Linked DNA regions of Cricetulus griseus: region 1 is linked to region 2. Evidence: chromatin contacts called from public Hi-C data. All regions are on one chromosome and are shown on one strand. Each heading gives the region's core, a stretch centred on a gene start, on an enhancer-like site or on the middle of the called end of the contact. The rest is flanking DNA. Distances are from core to core; before and after follow the strand shown. Region 1 holds the start of Fam168a (protein FAM168A). Region 2 overlaps Fam168a (protein FAM168A).

Region 1 (6,026 bases), core at 3,014-5,513, 130 kb after region 2:
CTTAGAAGAAAAAATTTCAACAAAAGATGAGAACGTGGAAATTGCATTATTATTAAATTTGTGCTATAGATTTTTAAAATTTATTGGTGATTTACTTAACAACTGTCTCCACTGTCTCATGCTTCCCAGAGCTTCAGATGGCCAGTGGCCCCTTCTTTTTATGTTATTTTATTATTTTTGTGGTCTCCTCTTTTGACCCTGTGGATATTTTTATCTTCATTATATTTATATCATCATTATATTTATACCAGAAATTACTTTTCAGGTGAAGATTTCTGGGGCTCAGTGTAAGCGAAAATGGATAAGTTGGAAACAGACTTAATGAAATTGTTGGCCTGACTTAATAACATTTGTTCTGGTAAATTAACTACTCAGGGTAAAAAATGATCGATATGAGATAATTCCATCTAAAAGTCTGGGTCAATAAATACAAGACAAAAATATCTTTGGGTCAAAAGAGGGGACCACAAATAATAAAAGGACAAAAAAGAAGGGACCACTTTTGTAGATGCTCTTGGAAGCATGAGACAGTGGAGACAGCTGTTATACTGGGAATGATGGTCTACACTTGCAATCCAGTGTTTGGAAGGCTGGGGAGAGGGAGTCATGAGTCTGAGGCCAGCCTGGGTTACATCCTTGTGTCAAAAGGAAGGAAGGGTCAGGGATGTATCTCAGTCAGCAGAGTGCTTGTGTAGCTTGCACAAAGCCCTGGGTTCAATATTGCATAAATGGTATATAGTGGTACAAACCTGTAAGCCCAGCAACCTTAGGGTGACAGCAGGAGGATTTAAGCCATCCTCAGCTACATATTAGTTTGAGGCTAGCCTGGGCTGTATGAGACCCTGGAGGGAGAAGAAGAGAGGGAAGGAGTGGGAGGGAGAGGGAGGAGGAGAGAGAGAGAATCATCAAATCACCATCATATTATTATTTGGTTATTCAATCATTTTTCATCAATACATAATTTCACTGTGTGTCTATTTGGGATCATCTTGATTATAGCTTAGCAAATACTCACTGTACTGAGAAGGGAGTGGAGCCCATTAAAGTTGGGCTGGGCTATATGACTTATTTTGGCCTGTGGAATGTTCCTAGACTTAACAAGAGCAGTGGCCTTAAATGGGCTTGTGCTGTTTGACTTGGCTCTTGCACCTTAGGGAGCTGCCATGGAATCATATGCCCTAGGGAGACTCTGGTCCAAGTTGGATGAGAACATGTGGAGCAGATCTTCATCTAGTCCCAGCCTGAAGTTAACTCAGCCAGCCCACACAGGAGGCAGAGCTGAGCACCAGACCCAGCCCAGGTCTGCTGCACAGCAGGCAACCTGCAGACCAGGGGAGTGAGAGAATCACTGAGCTTGGAGGAAAACAAAAAACTAAAACAAGAAGCAGCAGCAACCATGATGAAGGATGAATGTTGATGGGGCTCTGTTTTTCAGACTGGACATTGAGCTCACATGTGTTCATTATAGTCTTTGCATACATATGCTGTGTGTGCTATCATTTATTAATTTTTCACAGTAAGAAAACAAACAAAAGAAAGGATATGTAAGAGAGAGCCTGCAAGATAGCTCAGCAGGTAAGGGTACCTGCCATCAAGCCTGACAACCTGAGTTCAATCTCCAGGACCCACACAGTAGAAGGAGAAACCAACTACCACCAATTGTCATTTGTCCTCCACACCTATGCTATGACATGTGTATGTGTGCGTGTAAACCCATGTGCGCGAGTGCATACACACACAGGGGAGAAAGGAAGGAAGTGAGGGAGGAAGGAAGGAAGGAAAGAGAGATGGAGGGAAGGGTTTGAGGCCATGGCCTACAACCAACTTTTATATACTGAGCAGAAAGTAGTTTGAAAAGTTAGGGGCAGCCGAGTGGTGCCTATGCCTTTAATACCTTTAGTCCCAGTGCTCAGGAGGCAGAGGCAGGAGAATTTCTGAGTTGGAGGCCAACCTTGTCTACCCCAGGATACCCAGGGGTACACAGAGAAACCCTGTCTTTTGTAGTGGCATCTCGCCTTGCCAGTGAATTTGTAGTAGTGGCCCGACCCTTTAAAAAGCTGTGGATACCATCAAGGTTGATCAAGATCCCATTTGTTTTGTTGTTGTTGTTGTTGTTTGTTTTTTTGAGACAAGATTTCTCTGTGACTTTGGAGGCTGTCCTGGAACTAGCTCCTGTAGAACAGGCTGGTCTTAAACTCACAGAGATCCGCCTGCCTCTGCCTCCTGAGTGCTGGGACTAAAGGCGTGTACCACCACCACTTGGCTTCAAGATCCTGTTTGAACAGGGGAAACCTCTTGACGAGGAGAATGACAGGTCATCCACCAAAGTAAATCCCACGAGTTGTATGGAGACCTCATAAAGATCGGGGGAGTGTTCTGTTCTTGTCTTTACAGGAAAACAGAAAATACCCATCTTCAAGAAGTCAAAAGACATCAGTTGTGTAGATGTCTAAAGAAGAAAGGATAGCTATCCAGAAAGAATCATCTAACAAAGAAGAATCTGACTTATGGAACCAACATCTATACAGGGTAAAATCCCACTTCTGACACCATTGCTCCTCTCCTAAAGGGGTCACATCCACACCTAAAACCATGCCCAAAGGGTGTGGCCACTAGATTGTACCACCAAGCCTGCTTTTATTCTATGTAGGTGACTGAACCCAGGGTTTGGTGCATGGTGCAAGCAATCTACTAACTGAACTTCTTCCCAGCCTCTTTCTTTTCCTCTTTATACTTTTCTGGATTTCCCAAATACCCAATAATGAACATGCATGAGTTTTATATCAGGGAAAAGAAGGAAGAATATTATGTCAGACAGCCTGCCACTTCTCAGTAGGCATTCTCTCTCTCAAGCCTGACCTGGTATAGGTCTCCTCCTCTGGATTTCATTTCATGTATGCCCCTTTGTGGAGGTTTGAATGAGAATGGCCCCTCTAGGTGCCTGTATTTGAATGCTTGGTTCCCAGTTGGTGCAACTGTTTGGAAAGGATTAGGAGTGTGAGCTCATTGGAGGAGTTGTATCACAGGGATGGACTTTGAGGTTTCAAACGCTGAGCATTCCCAGTTCAACTCTCTGTGGCTGCAGATCTAGATGTGAGCAGGCATCATGTCTGCCTGCGCCATGCTCCCCTCCATAATTGCCATGGATGCTAACCCTCTGAAACTGTGAGCCACAAATTAAACACTTTCATCAGGCAGTGGTGACAGTCACCTTTAATCCCAGCACTGGGGATGCAGAGGCAGGTGGATCTCTGTGAGTTTGAGGCCAGCCTGCTCTACAGCATAAGTTCTAAGATAACCAAGGCTACACAGAGAAAACCTGTCTTGAAAAACAAAAACAAACAAATTAAACACTTTCTTTTATAAGTTGCCTTGGTCCCAGTGTTTTACCACAGCTACAGAAAAGTAACCTGACCCATAAAGATAAAGGATCAAGTGTGCCGGGGGCCAGGGGTAGGGAGGAGGCAGAATTTTAAGGAAGACATCCCTACCTAACAAAAATAGGGCAAAAGAGACAAGAAAGGAAATTTCCTAGATATTTTCTTCCAGGTTTCAGAACATCACAATGTCTTGTGATGACAAGATCTGTAGCAGCTATCTTGCAACCTCTGGGTGGATATGGCTCAGGGGGAGAGATAGGAAGGCCCTGAGTGACAAGTTGAGCCCCTGAGTTAATTCAAGGACTCTTCTGATAAATGTGATATAATATTTCTGAGGGTCAGGTGACTTTTCATTGGAAAGACTCAGCTATCATCTCAAACTGCCATAACTAACACAGCACCTCCCCCCTCCCCAGTATCAAAAGGACTGACCCATCTGTAAGGCCTGGAAGACCTTACAGATTCATGTCCCCAGACTTACAGCTTGGCACCTTTGAATTAACCAGGGGAGGCAGCAACTGATACTTTCAGCACTGAATCCCAAGGATGCTTCCTCTTACCGAAGTTCCAAGGTGACCGTCTCAGAATCCTTCCCTCCCCCTGCCCACCCTATTTAAAATTTTTTCTCTAGCATTCATGTCAGCAAAATACTTTTCTTTTCCATTTTAGCATTACTGAAATTGACCATCTATCTTCTCCTGGGACCCTGGCCACAGTGCTGTGGGGTAGCACATTTTCCGGAAGTGCATCATCACTCTACTTCCCTGCTTGGACATTTCTCCCTGTTACAGTCTGTTTTATATTTGCACTTCTGTGATAGGGTTCAGGGTAGATGAGATCTTAAGACAGAAACACTAGAACAGACCTGAACCAGCCTTCACCGCGTCAGCATCTCCCAGTGGCACTTGACTCTGAAGAGGGCCTCCAGGCGGAAGCTAGCCTGGGCCAGGTCTGCCGCCCTACCAGCGCCATCTGCCGACTAAATCCCACTTAATCTATCTCATCTTCTGTCCCAAGAAATAGCTGTATCCTCCTCCACCACCCACGAAAGCAAGTTGTCTTAGGTTGTTTCCTTATTTTGTAATCTGGGAATTGAAGGCAGGGCTTTGCACATGCTAAGAAAGTGTCCTAGCGTTGAGCTGTACTTGCAGACCCACAGTGAGTTTTTCAAAAGATAAATCGCAGGACGCGAAACTTCAGGACTGCAGGAGGTGGGGGAGGTTATGGCTCACATTTGTTACCTCTCCCTACTCAGGGGGTAGAGGTGGGGAATCACAAATTCCATTTTGGTTGGGTTACATAGTGAGTTCAAGACCAGCTTAGGCAACTCAAGTGAGATCCTATCACACAACAAAAGAGAAACAAAACCCACAAACAGCAACAAAGCATCTCTCCAAGGTTTTCTACCCCACATGGTATTTATTTTTCCTGTCTTCCTGTGACTGTCTACAATGATGGGTGTCATCTATGCTACTCAGGATGCCAGGAACCATTCTCCCTGGCTTTCATACTAACTCTTCCCAAGGGCTTGAGCTGGACTTGAGGATATCAACCATGTGAGAATCAAGATCTTCCGAGACACAGTGTTCTAAGAACGCCAAAGCCAATCTAGGAACTTCAGAAGATCCTAATCCCCTCCCCATCTTAACCCATCTCCTCTTTTAAGGAACAGGTTGTTGGTCAGAACCACAGAGGTGCTTCATAGTTAACATCCAGGCTTGTGACTTAATCTCCTGTGCAAGAGCAGCTTTAACTAATAACAGAATGAAGCTGTTATTTGGGTCTTTAACATGGCCCAAGCATTGGAAAGTCCTACTCTGACAGACAGGCACAAGGTTGGATGCAGTAACCAAATATGTCCACAAGGGTGCAGTAGCGCCTCTCACCAGCAGCTGGAGTTGGTCTTCAACCACCAAACAGTACTTGAAGCTATTTTATCCTGTTAGAGCAGAAGGGACAGATGGAGGTCCGTGGGTGAAGGCAGATAACTTGATGTGCTTTTTAATTGCATTCTTAGGCTGGGAATGTAGCTCAGTTGGTGCAATGTGGTTTAAATAAGAATGCCCCCCATAATGTGTTTGAATGCTTGGTCACGGGGGAGTGGCTCTATTAGGAGGTATGGCCCTGTTGGAGGAACTGTGTCACCAGGTCTCAAATGCTCAAGCCAGGCCCAGTGGCTCTCTTCCTCCTGCCTGCTGATCCAGATGTAGAACACTCAGCTACCTCTCCAGCAACAGGCGTGCATGCCGCCATGTTTCTCACCATGATAATGGACCAAACCTCTGAACTGTAAGCTAGAATCAATTAAATGTTTTCCTTTATAAGAGTTGCTGTGGGGCTGGAGAGATGGCTCAGAAATTAGGAGCACTGACTGCTCTTTCAGAGGACCTGGGTTCAATTCCCAGCAACCACATGGTGGCTCACAGCCATCCCTTATGAGATCTGGTGCCCTCTTCTGGTGTGCAGATATACATGGAAGCAGAATGTTGTATACATAATAAATAAATGAATAAATAAACAAATAAATAAATAAATAAATTCTTAAAAAAAAAAAGAGTTGCTGTGGTCAGGCAGGCAGATACGCACACCTTTAATCCCAGCACCCAGGAGGCAGAGGCATGCAGATCTCTGTGGGTTTGAGGTCAG
Region 2 (6,300 bases), core at 900-3,399:
AGACCAAGTATGAATTCCAACTTTACCAAAACTGATCTCCCAGCCCTTCCATGTGGGACAAACAGCAGAGCTTCTCTTGCAGCAAAACATGATGACCTCAAAGATCAACAAGCAAAAGTGAGAGCCACAAGACACTCAACAATGGCAGGGTTTTTTTAGGTTGTTTTCCATCTTCTTTATGCTGCAGGGTCTCTCCCACACACACTACCACTGAGCAATACTCCAGCCTACATGTTAGCTCTTTAACAGCTTCCCTGGGTTTCCATCATATTATCTGGTCCAGGTGCTTAACCTGACACTCCACAGCATCCATACACTGCCTGATCCAGTAGTCCTGAGAAGACAAGTAGCACAGGATTGCTTGTTTTCTTTTTTGAGTCAGTCTTTCTCTTGTGTGTGTATTTTTATGTGTATGAATGCCTGCGTGTAAATGTACCATGTGTGCCTGGTGCCCCAGAGCCCAGAAGGCAGCATGGGATCCTCTGGAACAGGAGTTATGGATGGTTTCGAATCACTGTGCTGTGGGTCTTTGAACTCAAACCCTGTTCCTCTGTGAGAGCAGCCAGTGTTCTAACCCTTAGCATCTCCCCAGGATTTGAGACACAGCCTTCATGTTGCAATCCAACCTTAGTTTGCAAAGCACTGGGGTACCAGGTGTGTACTTAGTTAAAAAGAAGCTTAGAATTGCCTGGGGGAGAAATGCAGAGACTCATTGGCCCAAGGTGGTCTGTGCCTCCCTCACCCAAGAACCACTTTCTGTTTTTTGTTTTTTGTTTTTTTTTCTTTTGGGAAACTTTTTTTAATAGTTGTTGAATGTTCTACAGCTTACAGTAAATATCATATAGTTACAAACTCTTGGCTTCAGCCTTTCAGAATGATCACTATCTGATCTTCAAAACAAAACAAAACAAAACCCAAAGGAATCCAAAACAACAAAGCCAAGTTTACACTTCATACACACAAGTGTGGCCACAGGGCTTTCCAATCTTTACACTCCAGGCTGTGTTTTGAAAACACCTATAAATTATTTGATCAAACTACTTGGAAGACACTGGTCAAAGGTTTATTATTATAATTATTATTGTTTTTCAATGTTTTTATTTGTTTTTAAAATGTGAGTTCCAATAAAATTTAAAAATTAGATTCCAACCTGTAGGTTAAAATGAATTAAAAAATACAAAATCATACACAACGCTCTCTTCACAGGGATGTTACATGCCATGAGAACAAGCTTCTCTGTCATGTGATATGAAAGAGGGATGCAGATGCCTTGAAGACAGGAAGGGGACAGGCCCTGGGCCTTCAAAGATCAAAGACAACTCCAAGGTACAGGAGGCCTGGCCTTGCCTCACCTTGTAAGGAGCATGGTTCAAAAGACAGATCCAGTCAATTTGGCTGACCTGAGGTCTCTGGGCCAATCCTACTGTTTAGTCTGACTTTCATGCATGAGGAGGATGGCTGAGCTGGGGTCAAGGATAGAAGATGCTAGGGTTAAGCCCAAAGCAGGTTTCACTCTTTTGATTCCTGTGGGCTGCTATCTGTAAAGCTGTTTTATCTGTTCCCTTGGGAAAGAAAATTGACCCTCAGGCTGGAATGGATAAAGGGTCACACTGCTACAGCAAGGATACCTAAGGACTACTGATATAGCTGCCACATTGAAGCAGGTGCTGCTATGTCCCTCTTTGGCTCTGTGGCAACCAGTTTCAACTCCTGTTCTTGGCTGGCCTTCTGACTGGCATCAACAGTTGATGAATTAGGAAATGCCCAGAGGAGAAACTGAGGGAGTGGGACCCAAGTCTGGCTCAGGCAAGTCTGGCCATGGAATGTTTAAGCTGGGCTGCTGGGAATGTGGAAGGCTGAGTTGTGGAACTACATAATGCCAGATTTTACCAGTGTTTTTTCTCGGAAAGGGAGCAGGGGTAGGGAAGGACAGTCTGGAATATTCATAGAAGTCTGTCCAGAGATATCGTATGACCAGTGAGCCTGGCTAAGTTTCTCCCTCCCACTGATTTGCTCCTCTTTGTCCACTCCTACCCTGACAGCCCTTCTCTAGATTCCCAAGCTTGATAAGATACTAGGGGTTACATACTTGGCACTGACGTGGTTAACACAAGATGGAAAGGCATAGCTCGCTGAACATGAGTCACACATGGGATGACTGATCCAGCCAGAATGCTGTGAAGACCACAGAGCCCATAGCAGGGGCAAGATATCTGATATGTAGGGAACTAAGCCAGCTTCAGCCAATGCCTTGTTTGATGTGTCATGTCTGTAATAAGGATATCACAATTGGTGACCAAGAGACTTGTCCTATTTTGTGCTCCCCATGACTCATTTCTGAAGGCTATTCAAGACAAAGCATCAAGCCTTCCAAAGAAACCTCTAGGTCTTAAACATGGAACCATCTAGATGGCCAGAAAGCACTGGGATACACACAGCCTGGGACCTGGTGCTCACTGGTGAACAAGCAAACCTGAGGACTCCAGTCTAGACGTGCTTTCAGGAGTTTAGGCTTATGCCATGTTCCTTGAAGTGCCTTGTTGGATCTAGACAGGAGTCAGACAGCAGCTGTGTACAGTACAGGCTTCCCAGAGGCAAGACTCCTTGCTCAAAGATGCCTGGCATTGACCTCAATTATCTTCAGTACTGGGCAGTGTCACCTTTGATGTTCTGAGTTAGGTCTTTTGTGGCAACTTCTCAGCTGGATCTACCTCTGGGTCTCCAGGACCCATTGCATGTCTCAGCCTAAAGCAGAAATTCTCAAAAATCTGCCCAGCTGATAGACAGGAGCTCCCCCAAGTCTCCATAAATTCTTCCTCTGTGTGAGGCAGCAAGTAGCCCTTTCTTTCTCCAGACAAACTTACACTCAAGAGACCCAGCAGGAAGAGCAGATTACTTCAAATCTCGGTTCTTTTACTCATGAGCTATGTGTCCTTTGGCAAGTCTCTTACCCTTCAGAGCATCATGAACCCCCACCCCCATCTTTAAAGTCGAGGTTTTAGCAATCAGTGTCATAGTACATACAAAAGGAGGTCTGGATAGCAGACACTATGTGTGTCCCTGATGAATACTCAGGGAAGAGGGTATGCACTTGGGGAAAAGATATTCTATCTCATAGGAAGAAAAACAGTTGTATTTGTTTGTAAAGCATGGCAAGAGACTTTCAAGCTTTCACTCACTGGTGGTAGTCCAGTTTCCAGACCCAAACTTCCTGGCCCAGGGTTGATGAAGATGGCTAAATGGTGCAAAGGAAGGCTGGTAAACAGAGCCACCTCTACCTCAGCTTTGCAATGGGGAGAGGCAGGGTGTCAATAAGGAGTGTGTGTGTGTGTGTGGTGATGCCAGTGTGGCAGCTCATGGTGTCATGTGCACACCCCTGGTCCTACGGTGAGAGGCCCCTTCTAGCTCCTGGCCTCAGCTATTTTGACTACTCGGCCATCCAGAACCTTTAGATGATACCTAGGGTACTCCTGCTAGGGACCCATGACACTGCCAGAGCTGTGTTTACCTAACTTAAAGCACACACACACACACTGTGCTCTGGGGCTCAGTCCCTTTGCTATGATTCCCCAAGCTTGGCCAGACTTGTGGATCTTTGCCAAATAAAATGGTGAGGCCAGCTGAACTGGGGCTCTTGTGTTCTACTGAGAAAAGGTTAATTGGTTTGGTTCCTCTAGACTACAGCATGTCAATACTTGATTTTCACCTTGGGGTCTTTCTGATCTTGAATCGAAGACTATGTCTAAGATGGGTACAGAGCATAAATGCTTCAGAACATGAAGCGGTGTGTGGATCAGACTCGGAGAGACTAGAGCCAGCAGAGGATTCCTTACCAGAAAGTCCCTGTCCTTTTCTGAGCCTTGGGTTTGCTATCATTAAATAGCAGACACCATGCCTTTATCTCAGGGATAAACCACATGAACTGTGAGGGGTACAAACAGTGTTTACATACTGGTGTGGAAAGAACAAACGTTAAGAGGCCATTCATTCCTAGGTCTCCTTTTTTCTCCTCTGTCAGGTCACCTGAAGGCCACAGGGTCTAGGAAGCCTCCAGGATTCCTCACTTTGGGCCCTTTCATTTCCGTCTAGAATCTGTTTCCACATTTGTCAAGGGGGTGGAATAACTGACCCTGTGGTTTGCTCTCAGGGCCAGTTCATCCTAGGCCGTGAAGTGCGGTGACATCTATGAAGCACCTGACACGTGCAAAGGTATCCTGTAATTATTACCGCCATTATTATTTTGGCATTTTTCAAACATATAAGACATAATCTACAGCAACCTTCATCCACCTCTACAAAACCAAAGAGGGTAGGAGGAGGCATTGTAAAAAGCAGACCAACACTGGAAAACTGTGTTTTAAAAGAAACCCTTGTCAGCACCCCAGAGCAGCCGAGTCTCTCTTCCTGGTCCTGAAGTTCCTAGAAGGCCAGGAAGGTAGGAGCCCTAACTTCTGGCTCTCTGCCACAGATACGATGAACTCTGACCTCCTGGGAACAGTCAGGCTGTTTCTGAGGTCACTCTAGCTCAAGGGCTTCCTTTTTTTTTTTTTTTCTTTATTCCTTTAGGGGAGCATAGGAAATTGGAGGAATGTGATGTCCAAGTTCACATGAATTTAAAATGAAAATAGTTCAGAGTCTCAAATGTTACCAGTGATCCAATTTTACACAGTAAGGTATTCCTTTTCCACCCAGTGAGGCTATTGGCTCTGCTAGCTGGGCACAGGAAGGTGGCTGGCTGAAACTAGGAAGGACTTCCTTGTCCCAGGAGTCCCCTTTCTTCTCCCAGATGTGGTTGTACTGCTTGGCCTCATCCTTGTCCTCGTTTATTGGTGGCGCCCATTCTTCCTCTCTTCTTGAGATAAAGGGCTACTCTCTTCCAGCCAGCCCACCTGCTTCTTTTCCTAGAGGTGGAGTCAGGTTCAGGATAAACATTCCAGATGTCTTCACAGGCTTTCCAAATGCATTTCTGTTCCTGTTATCTGCCCTATGTGGCCTCAGCCTAGTCTTCAACCCCCACCTGTGGAGTCCATGAGGGAAAACAGCAGAAAGCAGCCCAGAGGTCATTCCAGAGCTCACCAGATGTGGGCACTGCTGACTTAAAATTTTTACAGAGCCAAGCCAATCCATCCCTTGCTAAATTTTTATAGGCAAAATGCCAGTAGGTAGGAAGGCTGCATTTAATGCTAATTTACTATGAGGTTCAGAGAAGTCCTTTCTGCTTCCCTGGGCCTCAGTTTCCTCATCTGTCAAATAGGGGAATGGATGAGATGATGAATGCTAAGGTCCCTTCAGTTCCATGAGTATGAAATGATTATTGCTATTGTTTTTCCTTCACTATCCTGACCTTCAGAACCGCCAGCTCCCACCTGGAATGTGGTTCATTCACTTTGGCCGTGAAATGGCACAAGGTAACCAAGAGCTTGGCCTGCCTGCCAGCCCCACAGACAGACATGTGCGCCCCGGCACTAGGAAGGGCAGAAGGGCAAGGGAGAGAAATACCACTAGTTCCACTTCTGAGAAGGAAGCTCCTCAGAGTGGGTCCACGAGGCTCGGGCTGAGTGGGATTATGCAGGCACCTGGCCTTCCAAACCCTCTGGATGCTGGGATCCCACCACCATGCAACTGTTTGGCAGGTCTGAGGTCAAAGCATCTCTGGAGGAAGTGCCAGGTCAGTTAACATCACTGTGCAAATCACAAGGTCCTGGCCAGCAACATGGCCAGAGACCTTTCAAACCAGAGCTGAGTACCCTCTTGCCCTTTCTTCATACTACATCCCCAGTTCCCCACCTCCCTCCACCCCTCCCCAGATTCTCTGCTTTCCCAGGCTCTGAGCCTGGGGACATGAAGCTGCTGATAACATTCCTACATAACCAGGTGGTTTGTTCTTGGTCTGTTGCGATGGTTCTCAGAAGATATTTCTTTGTATTTGAACTAATCTTGCTTTAGCAAAATGACAATCTGACAGAGATGTGGCCTCCTTGATAGCTCCAAGTTCCTACCCCAGACCTGAGGGCCACATCTGTTATGCTCTCCAAATGAAATCTAGCCTTTAGATGAACCATCGCAATAAACCTCACTCTCTGCTTGCTACTAGACTGGGATCCCAGGGACAGGATGCTTAGGGAAGGAAAGAAGTGCAGAGAGGACTGGGCCTGGTCAGGTAGGAAGAGGGGCTAGAGCCAGAAGGGCAGTGGCTAAGAGGGAGGCACGAGGGGAGGCTCCTAGGAGATTAGAAAAAGCAGCTTTTACAAAAACCAAAAGTAAAAATCAAAACCATTAAGGATGCATAAAGTGACCCTT

What was found. Hi-C and Micro-C count contacts between places; a contact is called where the count stands out from the background.
Region 1: a Hi-C map of the CHO-K1 cell line shows a contact between it and region 2, with 3 times the contacts expected there. The contact joins the promoter of Fam168a here to the enhancer-like site in region 2. A contact is called at or near these places in 4 of 8 Hi-C or Micro-C datasets (the CHL-YN cell line, the CHO-K1 cell line and fibroblasts).

What each region holds. Positions count from the first base shown.
Region 1 is chr3:98,827,364-98,833,389 of CriGri-PICRH-1.0, forward strand. It overlaps Fam168a (protein FAM168A), which reads right to left and starts at 4,264. Exons shown (of 9, transcript XM_027407803.2): 1 at 4,246-4,264.
Region 2 is chr3:98,704,307-98,710,606 of CriGri-PICRH-1.0, forward strand. It overlaps Fam168a (protein FAM168A), which reads right to left. Exons shown (of 9, transcript XM_027407803.2): 9 at 4,213-6,300. Among named protein-coding and RNA genes, the nearest start is that of Relt, 24 kb to the left of the region's middle. Within about 2 kb of position 2,150, at least 2 of the 6 cell types and tissues checked have open chromatin away from gene starts, as enhancers often do. A contact at or near this core is called in the CHO-K1 cell line and fibroblasts, where this site is marked.